Linked DNA regions of Zea mays: region 2 is linked to region 1. Evidence: chromatin contacts called from public Hi-C data. All regions are on one chromosome and are shown on one strand. The core of a region is the stretch at or near the end of the contact, and the rest is flanking DNA. Distances in the headings are between cores, read along the strand shown.

What was found. A called contact is a pair of places that touch in the nucleus more often than the background predicts.
Region 2: a contact with region 1 is called in a Hi-C map of ear, with 3 times the contacts expected there. The contact joins the promoter of LOC103650492 here to the promoter of LOC100273918 in region 1. A contact is called at or near these places in 7 of 25 Hi-C or Micro-C datasets (ear, endosperm, leaf and 3 more).

The regions. Positions count from the first base shown.
Region 1 is chr3:123,493,366-123,496,065 of Zm-B73-REFERENCE-NAM-5.0, forward strand. LOC100273918 (putative protein kinase superfamily protein) reads right to left here and starts at 1,376. Exons shown (of 6, transcript NM_001148310.1): 1 at 1,267-1,376; 2 at 1,066-1,181; 3 at 634-844; 4 at 288-525; 5 at 49-199. The coding sequence starts at 1,333.
Region 2 is chr3:123,758,024-123,760,723 of Zm-B73-REFERENCE-NAM-5.0, forward strand. It overlaps LOC103650492 (DEAD-box ATP-dependent RNA helicase 9), which reads right to left and starts at 1,417. Exons shown (of 7, transcript XM_008676079.3): 1 at 908-1,417; 2 at 286-413; 3 at 1-184. The coding sequence starts at 1,267.

The DNA of each region.
Region 1 (2,700 bases), core at 126-2,625:
CTGGATCAGTACCTAAAAACTAATCTAGTATTGGGATTGCTCTTTCACCTTTTCTAGGAGGAACTGCTCGTCAAGGCGTAATCTGGGATCAGTGTGGCATCTGCCACTGACAATCTCCAGCAGCAGCACACCAAAGCTATAGACGTCGGCCTTTCTGGTCAGCTGCCCTCGGATGGCGTACTCTGGTGCAAGATATCCTCTGAAAGAAGAACACATGTCAGCTCTGTCCTCCTAACCAAAGGAGGACATGAACATCTTCAGCCGGAAGTGTGCTGCCCCCTACTTACAGCGTCCCCGCAACCCTGGTGCTGATGTGTGTCATGTTGCCCGGGAAGAACTTGGCCAGCCCAAAGTCTGCTATCTTGGGCCTCAGGTTTCTGTCGAGAAGGATGTTGCTGGCTTTGATGTCGCGGTGGACGATCCGTGGGCGGACTTGTTCGTGAAGGTAGGTGAGCCCGTCAGCGACACCGATGCAGATATCCACCCTCGTTCTCCAGCCAAATCTGATGCCACTGCGGGAATTACCTGAAGAACGGCATGGCGCATCAGAGATCCATCCAGGCTTTGGCCGCCCACATGCATCGCATCAGGATCAGGCATCGCCACTGGAAAATCTAGGTTCGGGCATTTTACCGAGAAGGGTCTGTGCAAGGCTGTTGTTCTCCACGTAATTGTAGACCAGCATCTTTTGGCCTCCGTCGACGCAGCAGCCATGCAGCTTGACTAGGTTGTGGTGAGTTATGTTGGATATGACACTCAACTCGTTCAGGAACTCCTTTGTTCCTTGCCTCGACTCTGAGGAGAGCACCTTGATGGCCACTTTCTCGCCCTTGTTCAACTTTCCCTGCACAGTTTGGATCAGAACATGAGCTCGTAAAAAGGTTGAAATGTTGCTGTGGTTGAAGTTACTCAGGCATGAAGAAGAACTCTGCCACGTTCTAACAATTCAGTGTTCCTAAAAACTGCAGCAAATTCCTCCTGAGATTCCTGTGTTCCAGTCAGGAACATGATTGGGCTGATGTCTGAACTAGGCTACATTACATCAGAGATGTTGGAGCAACCTACCAGGTAGACCCGGCCGAAAGAACCCTCTCCAAGCATGTTTCCCGGGCAGAAATTTCTTGTGGCTTTTCTCAGCTCCTTTGACGAGTAGATTTTCACATTGCCCGTGATTGGGATGTCTGCGAACAGAATCGAATGAACTGCAGTAAGGTTCTGAGATGCTTCAGAAGAACAGCTATGTACCGATTGGAAGGAAAACTTTACCTTGGTCATGTTGCACAATCTGGCTTCTGGAATTCTTCTTCCTCCAGAACACAGGGAAGCAACCCATTACTGTTGTTTCGAGCTCTCTTGTTTGGAATTCAGGCCTTCAGATATGGAAAAGAGATGCTGGTATCTACCTGAGCGACAAACTAGTCAGTGGGCTTGAAGAGGCCAATCAGAAGTCAAAACTGTTGGTTTTAGCAACTTTATTCTTTCTATGAGAGCTAGGAAAATAAAGAGTAGTAGATCGCATCCAAGCTTGCAGATTAATACGAAGCTCACACCTCGGAATGAACTAAAAAAGTGTATGGTGAAAACAAAACTGATTCATGAATTTCATGTTTAACCAACAAAATTCCATGAAACAAGAATGTCAATTGTAGCCCTGAACTCTGAAACATTCCGTAAACAAAAATTTGCAGGAGAAACTGTGAACTACGAGAAATCAATAAACTCACATGTCTAGTCAGAGAACAGAGCTGACTCAGAAAACTAGAGAAGGAAACCGAGAAAAAGAAACTCACCTGCAGATTAAACTGATCAGTGGAAGACTTGTCACGGGATGAAGTCTGCATAAAGGGTCCAAGAGCATCGAGCGCCCAGCAAGAAATTCTCGGAAGGTAGTTAGAGAAGATAGAGAAGAGACATGTTTCTGCAAGACCTGCAGTGGCAGAAGGAGAAGACCAGCATGGTTGTGCCATAAATACATGGCAATCCAGGCAAGGACCCCACTGGGACTGATCAGGCTAGTTCTCTTCTGACCTTAGAGAGTACAGTGACAGGGTACAGTAAGGAGGACTTGCTCACTGGTCACAAGGCTGGAACCATAAAAGTAAGGATCAGAAGATGCCAAGTTTGACAGGTGTGGATGCTATGGAGCTGTTGACTGTGGTTTGTGAAGCTGCAGCGTTTCTGTTCACATCTTAAGGAGTTCCTAATATAAGATCCCGGTTTAGTTAAAATGCGTGAGAAATTATTCTTCTTAATATAATGTCCGGCAGCCGCAGGTCGAGTTTTTTTAAAGTCGGCAGGGTACAGCATGGAGGACCATGCACCATAAAATAAGCAAGGATCAGAAGATGCCAAGGTGATAGACAAGTTTGAGCTATTTTGTAATTTGACAGGTGAGCTGTTGACTGTGGTTTGTGAAGCTGCAGTGTAAGTTCACATCTTAAGTAGGAGTTCTTAATATTAGATCCTGGTTTAGTTATGCCAATGACAGGCTGATCACCGACCAAACACATGTTTACCGAGTACAACTGTGCAGCTCAGGTCCTTAGGTGTCATGTGTACTCAAAGAAATTACTAATGGTCTTTGTAAACAGGAAATGACTTCTGTGCTATCATCAGCTCCACAGTACAACCATTGACTCTGTCCACACGCTTGCATTGTACCTAAATATTTATGAAATCCAGTCTTGGAGGTTGGAAGGC
Region 2 (2,700 bases), core at 167-2,666, 260 kb after region 1:
ACGTCCAGGTGTCCCAATGACCACATCAACACCATAATTAAGTTGTTTTATTTGCTGCATAATTGGAGTCCCTCCATATACACACAGCGTTTCCAAAGGGGAGGAATCAAGGAACTCCCTCTCAACCTGTTTTGCAAGTTCTCTTGTTGGCGCCAAGACAATAGCCAATGGAAACTTACCAGGCCTGTAAATCAACAACAATTATATGCAAGATGAGAACGGACCGAAAAGGAACAAATGAAGAATGCTTTACATGTGTACGTTGTTAGGAAGAACCAATCTTACTTGTACTTCTCGTTGTGACGAATAATTGCATCCATTATGGGGATTCCAAATGCCAAAGTTTTACCAGTCCCCGTTTTGGCACGACCAACCATGTCCCTTCCTTGCATTACTGGCTCAAGGACAGCCCTCTGTATAGTGAAACAGAAGGCAAAACTCACTATGAAATAGGTAATGATCTAAAAGAAATGTGTTGATTCATAGAATTGCAAGGCATTCCTTCATCATTTGTAATCTGGCGCCTCAACATAATTAACAAACAGTAGCAATTCTAGTATTTTCATCCAACCATCAAGCCAAGGTAGTGATGCAAACTGAAATGTCATGACCAGAAAAGCGTGATTTTTATTCGCTGCCGTACATAAGCAGTAAAATTACGACCAATGTGAACTTGTAAACAACACTCCACCTTTTCCCGCTATATAATATAAAAAGAATAAATAAAAAGGAAAGCAATTTTCTCATATTATGGCTATAAATGAGCTGCTTAATTCACTGCAATCACTAATCAAACATCGAATTCACCTATATAGCCCTAATGTCAACGAAACAGAGCAGGACAAAAGCAGCTTGGCACACGCATGATTCGAACGTAAAAGGTAGAGATTCCAGCGCTCCACGTTACCTGGATAGGGAACAGCTTGGTGATGCCCTTGCTGGCGAGCCTTTCGACGATCTTGGACGAGATCCCGAGCTTGGCAATCTCGAGCCCCTCAGCCGCCGGGCCGCCGGCCGGCGCCCTACTGTCGTCCTCATAGAACAAACCTTCCTCCGCAGCGAACTCCGCGCGCGCCGCCAACTCTGTGGTATCCCGGAAACCAAGCCACGCCGGCGAGGAGTGGAACCACGCGGCCGCCGGGAGCGGCGTCGGCGCCCGCGGGGCTACAGCTCCCAGCGCCGCCGGCTGCTGCTGGAGCAGCGCGGCGGCGAGCGCGGACACGGCACGCCGCCTGAGGGGCGCCGCGCGGCGGAGGACGGCGTACATGGCTGTACCGCTTCGGCGTCGGCGGCGGCGGCGGCGGCGGCTAGGGTTTAGGGTTTTGTGAGGGTGGCTGTCGTATGGGGAGGGGACGGACGAGGCGAGACGACGAGAAGCGGAATGGGTTAAATGGCGCAGGGGTAAGAGATATTTCTGTGCTCATGGACGGTGTCTACACTCCTCACTGATGAAGCTTACACGTGGGGTCAAGGATGCACCGGCACAGTGTGGCCCGCATGTCAGTGTTTAATGAATGGTGAGAGGTACTTCTTGGAGGAAAAGTAATGGCGGTTGGGTTACGGCGATGGGCTTTGTTGATCGTTTTGGCAAAGTGAGCAGGGAACGTGTGATAATGGGCCTTTTCTACAGAAGTTTCAGCGCGTTGGGGTTGGGCCCTCTATGCGCGTGCGAATGGCCCGGGTAACCTATTGGACCCCGCAGGAGTTGGGTTGGCCCCTTTTTATGCGCGTGTGAATGGCCCGAGTGAACTGTTGGGCCCTTTACCATATCGCCACTGGAATGACACTTCCACACATGGTCGCAGTCGCTCTTTGTTTTGCACCAGGCAGCATAGCCCACACGGTGCTGCACAATCTTTAGAGCTAGTTTGGTAATCATATTTTTCCCGAGTTAGTTTGATAACTATATTTTCCCAAGAGATTTTAACTTTTTCATGAAAATTAGTTTATTTTTTCTTAGGAAAATAGAAATCCCTTAGGAAAATGGAGCTTCTAAACTAGCCCTTAGAGCATCTCCAGCAGTTTTGTAAAAAGGAAGTCTCTAAAGGCACATGTAAGGAGTTGCTAAATAATCATAGGAAGTTAAAAAAAATATGTGTCGGGTACCGTAATTAGGGGTACCCCCAATACTCTTAAACGCGGCCGAAAAACATCTTCAGAACAAACCATACACGGCTGATAAAACGCGGTTCAAGTCAAGGCCACATCTACCGAGGGACGCGACCTCATCCGAGCCCAGCCTCGGCCTCGGGCGGGAACAGTAGTCACGGGCGGATTCACGCCTCGCCCGAGGGTCCCCTCAGCCAGCAGACGCACCCTCGGCTCGCCTGAAGCCTAGCTTGGGCAGACTTTGTCGTGCAGCAACCTTGGCCAAATCGCCTTACCAGCCGACCGTATCGCATGCGCGTTTAATGCGGGGATCACCTGACACCTTATTCTGACACGCGTGCCTCAGTCGGTAAGGTCGAAGTGACCGCAGTCACTTCGCCCCTTTACTGACCGATATGACAGGAAAACAGCGCGGTTCGTCCCGCTCCGGCTACTGTGCCAACCACCAGGATAAAACTGAGTTACGATCTCCCACGAGTTTGGCCTTGGGCGCAACAGGGAGCTCTGCCTCGCCCGACCTCAGGCCTCGGCCTCGGAAGAAGATCTCCGCCTCGCCCGACCCCCGGGCCTCGGCCTCAGCCTCGGCCTCGA